3 separate regions of the Mus musculus genome follow, and regions 1 and 2 are each linked to region 3. The links are chromatin contacts, called in public HiChIP or PLAC-seq and promoter capture Hi-C maps. All regions are on one chromosome and are shown on one strand. The core of a region is the stretch at or near the end of the contact, and the rest is flanking DNA. Distances in the headings are between cores, read along the strand shown. Region 1 holds the start of Neurl1b (neuralized E3 ubiquitin protein ligase 1B). Region 2 has its middle 35 kb from the start of Neurl1b. Region 3 overlaps Ergic1 (endoplasmic reticulum-golgi intermediate compartment (ERGIC) 1).

What was found. HiChIP or PLAC-seq counts read pairs in DNA pulled down with a chosen protein or histone mark. Capture Hi-C pulls out chosen DNA fragments and counts their contacts.
Region 1: a contact with region 3 is called in a FOXA1 HiChIP or PLAC-seq map of pancreatic cancer cells. The contact joins the promoter of Neurl1b here to the enhancer-like site in region 3. A contact is called at or near these places in 2 of 39 promoter capture datasets (embryonic stem cells and hematopoietic stem and progenitor cells), 1 of 115 datasets of contacts at active chromatin or transcription factors (pancreatic cancer cells) and 3 of 9 other capture datasets (adipose tissue, liver and pancreatic islet).
Region 2: a promoter capture Hi-C map of adipose tissue shows a contact between it and region 3. The contact joins two enhancer-like sites. A contact is called at or near these places in 1 of 484 Hi-C or Micro-C datasets (bone marrow-derived macrophages), 2 of 115 datasets of contacts at active chromatin or transcription factors (the HPC-7 cell line and pancreatic cancer cells) and 4 of 9 other capture datasets (adipose tissue, embryonic stem cells, liver and 1 more).

The regions. Positions count from the first base shown.
Region 1 is chr17:26,413,511-26,416,210 of GRCm38.p6, forward strand. Neurl1b (neuralized E3 ubiquitin protein ligase 1B) reads left to right here and starts at 1,349. Exons shown (of 5, transcript NM_001081656.3): 1 at 1,349-1,485. The coding sequence starts at 1,455.
Region 2 is chr17:26,448,314-26,451,013 of GRCm38.p6, forward strand. No RefSeq gene overlaps it. Among named protein-coding and RNA genes, the nearest start is that of Neurl1b, 35 kb to the left of the region's middle. Within about 2 kb of position 1,343, at least 1 of the 459 cell types and tissues checked has an H3K27ac peak or open chromatin away from gene starts, as enhancers often do. A contact at or near this core is called in adipose tissue, where this site is marked.
Region 3 is chr17:26,610,177-26,612,876 of GRCm38.p6, forward strand. All of the region lies in intron 2 of Ergic1 (endoplasmic reticulum-golgi intermediate compartment (ERGIC) 1), which reads left to right. Among named protein-coding and RNA genes, the nearest start is that of Gm41553, 30 kb to the right of the region's middle. Within about 2 kb of position 1,330, at least 83 of the 459 cell types and tissues checked have an H3K27ac peak or open chromatin away from gene starts, as enhancers often do. A contact at or near this core is called in adipose tissue and pancreatic cancer cells, where this site is marked.

The DNA.
Region 1 (2,700 bases), core at 99-2,598, 200 kb before region 3:
CCCTGCCGCCACAAAGTCCTGTTGCCCTGAGCCATTTTATCTAAGTGAAATTCCTCAACTCCTTTTATAGCAATGGCGACCTCTCTAAGGACCCCAGGGTCATACAGAGTGAAGGCCTACCCAGCTAAAGTACCTTTGCCCACCAGAGTTTGGGGTGAAATTTTAAATAACTGAGAGCACTTGTAATTGAGAATTAGAAACTCAGTACAGAATAGGTCTGGCCATGGCTTCCTGGGGAACAACAGAGGAGAGTCTGAGGACAACGAGAAACCAAGGCAGGAGGCGGTCCTCTGAGCACCTCTTTTTACTCCGTTTCAGAGGGAGCTTGCCCTCAGCCACTGGGAGATAGGTTTGGACATCTCGTCTACCCACTGACCCTCGGTTTACCCTGTCTGTGCTGTGGAGGTAATAACCCTGCTTCCTAAACTGACGAGAGTACTGAGTATGGGAGTCTGAAAGTAATGGTTAGGGACTGGGTCTCCTCACAGAGTCATTACACCTCCCCCACCTTGGTGTGTTAGTCTGTGAATTGGACTAGGGGTGGCATGGGCTAGCTGGCCTTTTATAGAAGAGTAGCCAAGGCTGGAAGGTTCTGAGAAAAGATTTATGCGGTGGGAGTGGATGCACCTCCCCCTCTCAGCCCCCTCCCCCCCCCCAACGCCGCCGCCTCGTACCTCCTGGCAACACTACCCACCTCACATGCCACCTCGTTCTCTCAAAAACCCTCAGCCGGCCCTATCTGACACTTCAATGTTATTGTTGGTTTTGACCACTATGTGATCTTGATTGCTAATTTTCTCTTCCTTGAGAGCAGGGACTGCGTCTGGGGCTCAGCAGAGGGCCTGGTACATAGGGTGTGGGCAGTACTTTAATGAAGAAGGCACAGTGAGCTCAAGTCTGGGTCCCGCCCCCCCCCCTAAACAACCACTACATACTGAAGTCTCTCCTCCTAGGTATGCGGCCTAGGGGATGGAGAAGTTCCCCATCCCTACCCCCCACCCCCATCTCACCCTGGATGGACTGTCATGGAGCCCTTGACACTGTCTGGCGTGACCTGCATGTGTGCGCGTCGTCCCTGAGTCGAGGCACCACCCAAAGTGGCCGAATGCCTGGACAAGGACTCGGCACCCGGCGACCCATCCCGATTGGCAAAAAGAGCAAGGTCGGTGCGCGCGGGAACGACGAGGGCAGGAGGCCAGCCCCGCCTCTCCAGCGCGCTACCGGTGCAAACTTTCAAAAGACGCGGCGGCGGCCCCAGCCCCGCCCAAGCACGGTTGGTGGCGGGCGCGGGGGCGGGGCGGGCGCGCCCGGGCCGGTGGCTCCGCCTCCTCCCGCCGCCGCCCGCGCCGCCCATCTGCCGCCCGCCGGTCGCCGGTGCAGCGGCAATGCCCCGCAGCCCGGCCGCGGCCCCCGGCCCGCCCAGCTAGCCCCGCGCCGCGAGTCTCGGAGTAGCGATGGGCAACACGGTGCACCGGACCCTGCCAGGTACGCCCGGAGCCGCGCCCCGAAGTGGCGCGGAGCGCCTGGTCCTCCCCGGGTCGTCGCAGCCGCGGAGCCCGGGTGCAAGCCAGAGCCTGGTTGCCGGAGCCCGAGCCCCGGAGCCGCACCCCTGCAGGGATGTGCGGACCCCTCCTGGTTTTCCTGGCCTTGGCCGTGCGCCCCACGCCTTTGTTCCAGCCGGAGGTCGCTAATGAGCGAGCCGGAGGGAGGTATCGGGGCTTCCCCCGGCCGGAACCCTTCAGGGGGGTTGCAGGGCGCGGGTGTCCCGGGTCTCCGCGTACAGTCCACAGGCGCCCCCGGCACACGTGCTAGTTCTTGGCGGCGTTCCCACGCGCGCCCGGCTGCGCCCCGTTCGGGTGTCCGTTCTGTTGGGGGCCCTCCCAGCCCCATCTGAGCCATTGCTGTGGGGCGCATCGCCCCCTAGTTAAAAGCGCCCTAGAATTTCCTAGACCCGAGAAAGGCGGTGGGCGAGGGGCGTGGGGCGGGCGTGCGGAGGCCGGGGGACGCCACGCCTCGCTGAAAATACCTAGTGATGGTGGAACATGTCAGCGCGCCGAGGCTGTCACTGCCTGTCTGCAAAGAATCGTCCTCCTAAGAAAAGACACCCCGATTTTACACAAGAAGTTTAACCTCAGTACAGGAGAAATGACCCGGTGACAGGCAGTGGTGGGAGACTGCATGGGCCCTGTCAGCCTGTCTGCCCCGCCCCTCACCCCCACTGTGTCCCAAGTCTTCAGAAGTGTTTGGGCATAAAACTGGGCATTCGGCATTCGCAGCATCCTTAAGCAGAGGCTCTCTCTCTCTCTCTCTCTCTCTCTCTCTCTCTCTCTCTCTCTCTCTCTCTCTGTGTGTGTGTGTGTGTGTGTGTGTGTGTGTGTTGGGGGAGGGTAGTTCAGAGAAGAAGCAAGTTGGCTGTAGGTCAGATTTAGCACAGCCCAGCTGACACCCCATCTCTGTTCTGACACCCCCACAGCCCTTCCTCCGGCAGTTATCCTAATAGAGTTGTCTCTTCCCCTGGAAGGGATTGGACCAACCTGAGACCTAAGGACCACTGGGGAGACAGACAGCCCCTTCTACTAACAAGCCCCTGGGTGGCTTTTACTGGATCATTCCTAAGGTCAGCCAGGTGGAGTCACAGGCTGGTCAGCTTCAGAGGTGGCTTTGGAACCTGGGTCTGTACTAGACAGAGTGATAACCGCT
Region 2 (2,700 bases), core at 93-2,592, 160 kb before region 3:
CACAACACAGGACCACCACAAGGCCTCTTCAGGTTCTCATCTACAGGGGAAGAGACCAAGGACTCCCCAGAGAAGTAGAGGCTACCCCTTCAGTTCAGGCTCGCCTCTCAAATGAAATCGCGTTTCACGATTTAGAGCATTTGGTGGGTAGGTCCAGGAGTGATGAGTCATTTGTTGGGTGAAGGCAACTCCTAAGTAGGACAGCACTCAGGTATTGCTTGGTCCTCTTATCTAGGTCTACAGCGGGGTTGAGGGAGAGCAAAAGGGGGCGGGGGAGAATATATGTGAAAGTCCAGTTGGTTGAAGGCAAGATCTTGGGTAAGTTTAACGTTGCAGGCCAAGTGTGTACTGCAGAGGTGGCTGCGACCATTAGGAGACTTCCAGCTGCATCAGGACAACAGGGAAGGAACTCTGAGGCTCAACCTTATCCTCTGTTCAAGATCTCAGCATTTAGGGAAAATGCAGCCAGACTCTGTCAGGCTATCTCACACAAACGACCTCTGGCCCAGTTGTCTGTAAAGCACACAGTCCTTTGAAGCCTCGTGAGCAGGGCCTCCGCTGTCAGTATTTCCCTCCACAGCCCCAGTCTTCCGTACTCTCACAGGAACAGCCTGCCAGGCCCTCCAGCACTTATCCAGCCCAACGTTCCAAACACTGCCATGCTCTTCCTATAAAACCCTTCCAAAGGCCTAAGAGCCACCCAGTCAGGTTCCTCACTGCAACAATTCTACTTCTTGGTACCAATGAACAGCCAGTATTGGCTTACAGCTCCAGTCCAGCATGGCAGGGACAGTAGGATGGCAGAGACAATGATGGCTACTCACATTAATCACAGTCAGAAAGCAGAAAGAGATGGATGCTGGCACTCGGCTCTTTCCTCTTTGTATCCAGTGTGCCACTTAGGATCTTCCTCCTTCAGGAACTAATCTAGAAAATCTCTCACTGGTGGCTTATCTCCAGTGTAACCTTAGATCCCATCAAGTTGACAGTTAATATTGACCATGACAGCTACTGTATAGAAGTTTCTAGAAAAGCTTCAAATTTTTCATTGACCTAGTGGATCAATAGCCCAGTCCCTGAACCAGTCTCTGTCACATGTCTACACTTGACACAAAGCCAGGGTCTTTTGCTCTCTAAAGTCCACCTCCCCAGAGGGGCAAGCAGACCAGTGTGGGCCAGTGCATTACTGAGGCTGAGGGACAGATCAATTCAGATGCAAAGGCTATGAACCACTTAGTGATTTTCTGGTTGTTGTTGTCAACTTGCTACAAGCCAGGGCCATCTGGAAGGAGAACACAGGGTTGGGAAGATGTCTCCATCAGAGTGGCCTGTGAGCAAGCCTTCAGGACATTTCCTTGCTCAATGAGTGATGTGGACGGGCCCAGCCCACTGTGAGCAGTGCTCTCCCTAGATGGGTGGCCCTGGAGTATAGAAGAAAGAAGGCTGAGCAAGCCGAGGGGAGGAAACCGATAAACAGTGTGTCTCTGTCATCTCCAGCTCAGCTCCACCCTCCAGGTTTCTGTCTTGAGTTCCTGCCTCACTTTCCCTTCATTAAGGACTGTGTTATAAAATGAAGTCATCTTTCCCTCCCCCAGATTGCTTTTGGTCATAGTGGCTTTATCACAGCAATGCAAGGAAGTCGTCAGTGTCCCTCCTGGTCTTGCACACTTGTCCCTGCCTTCTCCAGTTTCTCTTTGAGTGTGCAAAGCCCCCACCACTCCTGCAAACAGACTCTGAGCCAACCCTGGGTTTGGCCATCTTACATGCACACAAATTTCTCTTTCCCTCGCTCTTGAGGTTCTGCACGCTGAGTAGCACACAGAGCTAACAATAAGGGGTCATTTAGTGAGCACTTCCTACACGTGAATGACTTCCATTTCATCCACCGGTCCTCACAAAAACTCTGGAGTAGGCCCTGCTGCCACTAAAGAGAAGCAGGACCAGAAACAGGAGTTCTCTACCTTACTGTGTAGCCGAAAGCTTTCTTCTCTGACTTCTTCATTCTGCTCCAGCATCTAGTCCTGGTGATTTTACCAAGGCAAATGAATCTTCCAAGGAATTTCATCACAGCCTTCACCCACCTCCCCAGGTGTTCTGGCCCTGTAGGGAAGCAGAGGAGGAGGAGGCTCGATGAGGGCAGGGCCTGCAGGTGAGGCAGGCTTTGAATGGACTGGCTCTTTTGCTGCAGTCCAGCTGACCTGTGGCTAAATCTCCAGTAGAAAGGAAGGAAGTGAAGAGAGTGGGGAAAGAGAAGGGAGAAAAGAAAGAGAAGAAAAAGAAGAAAAAGACCACTCATTAATTTGAAACACAGATGGGCAAAGAGAAGCAGTGGCCATATCTGGACGATGATGTACCATTGTGCCCTCCCAGAACCAGGGTCTCACCTAGGCTTCCTATAGGTTCAGCCTGGTTCTGGAAGTTGTTTTGACTTCTACATGAAGATGGGAAGAACTCAAGTATTCCGGGCATCCAGTTCTGGAAACAAAACTTGACCCTGACTATTAAATACATCCAGAGAGGAGGTACCAGCCCTGGTCCCCTTTTCTGCCTGCTGTCCCAGATGTGGCCCGCCTAGGCCTAGGCATCTTTTCCGAGGCTGTACATAAGGCCTATTACTGCAGCCTCAGCTGCCCGAGCAGCACAAGATCAGCTCTGGAGTTGCTTGGCAGTCCTGGAGCCTACACACTACTCCACCCACCT
Region 3 (2,700 bases), core at 80-2,579:
CTGAGGGGAGCGGAGGGAAGAGGGAAGGGTAAATTACAGAAGGGCTCAGGAGGAGGAAACTCAGGGTAGGAGCCAGAATTTGTTCCTGCCTAGAAACAGCCTTTCTGGAAGCTGGTGAAACCTGTGGCCGAGTTAGGAGCATGCAACAGTGTGGATCCCTCCACACTGACAAAGGGTGACCGAGTACCATGGTTACGTCAGATGTGAACAGGGCATCCAGGAGAAGCTGTGCAGGCACTGTCCTGGCTTTGCACTGATTGCTGTTCCACAACAGAAAACACCCCTCACCCCTTCCCCAAATATTTAGAACAAACCAAAGTCACCAGCAAGGAAGTGGGTAGGCTTTGGCTTCACACCTCAGATGCTTGGGGAAGGGAAGTGACTCATCTAAAATGTCACTGCTTACAGGAGGGGCAGTTGGGATTAGGTCTTGGATGCCCCCTGCATGCTTGGTATGGGGCAGAGAGCCTCACAACTGGTCCAGCCTTGCTGTGTGAATGGAGGCCAGGCTGTCAGCCTGGAGTCTACATTCTCAGGTAGATTGGTGACCTTTGGGGATCCCTGCAACTCCAGCTGTCTCTAACGCTCTTTCCAGCTGGGTTTCTTAAAGCAGCAGGCACCTTCTCCCGTTGTGAGGAAAAGATGGCTCTTCCTGGGTATTTGCAGGCTTTCCTGTGAGGAAGAAATGGCTTCATCCTCTTGGTTAGCGCCTATGTGTCCTGGGGCAAGTCCCTCCACCCCCAGCCCCAGGAAAAAAGACTTTCTTAGTCTATGAGAAACGTGGCCCCCTCCGTGCCACCACATAGCAGTCCCCACTCCCTGCAGATCTCTCTCCAGTCGTTACCTAACCTGTTGAACAATCAGGTATTCCAGGAGGTACTGCACATTGTCCTGCTCAGGGACCAGCTGTGCCATGCCCGGCTCCCTTGTCTCTGTTGCTGGACACACCTCTCCCACCTCCACCAACAGCTCTGCCTTCTATCCAGCTATCTCCTGTGGCATCATGGGTGGCCAGCCTGATTCTAGCCTATTGTCACACAAATGTCCTTGTCATGTTTTTGAATCTTCTGTAGTGTCACTATGAGGTAGCTCTCCAGGGCTTAGGGACACTGAGTCAAAGGGGACGTGCATTTGTCACTGTTTAGAAAATTCTGCCTGGAATGCAGCCCTCAGGAATGTGGTTTGATGAGCTTTTCCTTACATGAGGGGAAGATCTGAGGCATGAGAAGCCAGCCCTTAGCTACCATTTAGTACACAAATATTTATTAAGCTGGACCTAGGGCCAGACCCTGTGCCAAGCCGGGACCGTGCTGATGAATGGGCTTCGGTCTTTGTCCTTGAGGCTCAGGCAGCCAAGCCAGGCAGGCCAATTCAGGCCTGCGCCATTGCATTATGCTGTGGGATGGTTGCTATTAATAGCTGAAGGAGACAGCGAAATTCTGGGGCTTGAACGTCAGCCTATGGATTTTGTTTCCTGCCCTACAAGGCTCTTTCGACCTCAGAGGGACTCCTTGACTTTCTCCTGGGATATAAGGGTCTCAAGCTTGACTCCTTCAACTTGGCAACACCTGGCTTCTACTAGCAAGCCTCTGCTGGGGTCACATTCCAACTTCCCAGGGCCTGAGTCTGGAGTCAGAGAGCCTCCAAGCCTTGCCCAAACATGGACTGAAAGCCTTCATCCAGCCTTTGAGAGCTGAAGGTCTTGCTTGGAATACTTCCTCCCTGCTTTCATGGTTTCTCACTCTTTCAGTTATTCAATAAATATTTTTTTTCTGTGCCTTCTCTGAGCCAGCAATGTTAGGCCCTGAGGCCACAGTGGTACCAAGACCTCACCTCTGGTTCCTCTGTCTGAGACAGGAGTCAGGTGCACCCACCATAAGTACGGGTGGGGACAGGGCCATTGGACCCCACTGAGTTATCCTGTTTACCTGCTGGGTTACCCGGGCTTTGTGCCAAGCCTTGCGGAGGGAAGCACACAGATCTCAGAGAAAGGCCTCCCCAATCTCATTCCCCTACTGCAGAGTGGGTAGTTAGGACTTTGGGGTGTATCTGCAGGTGTGAAGCAGTAACAGCAGCCAGAAGACTGTCATTTATTCTAAAGTCAGCAGCAATGAGCCTCAGAAAACCTCCTGTGCCGTACACTCACTGCCGCGTCCGCTGGGGCTGGTGTGGACAGAATGGCACTGAAATGTGGGTCCTGGGTGGCACTGGACAGAAAGGCACAAGGTCCGACTGCAGGAGGCTTCGCCTGCTGCAGGTTCTTCCCCAAGAGGCAGTAACTACCAGTGTAGGCAGGAGAGCAGGAGCCAGGGGCTGGCTTGGTATCTGAGCTTCCCCCAGCTTCATCCCCCAGCTGGAAAGGATATTTGAGCTTAATCTCCATGCCGTGGACAGTACAGACCAAGGCCACTGTCTGGGACCAAACTGTTAACTGTTGCTGAGTATTTGAAGCATGGCTGAAAGGGGGTATCTGTCATGCTGTTATTAATTTAGAACAAAAAGGGCCTTAAAGTATGTATATCTGCATATATATATATATATATATACATATATATATATGTATATGTATATACACTTTTTCTTCTGTTTTGACTTTGAGTGAGAGTCTTGGCTAGCCTGGAACTTGCTGTGTAGTCTAGGCTAGGCTTAAAATTCGGCCAGTCCTTCCCACCTCTGCTCTTGAATTCTAGGCTTATAGAT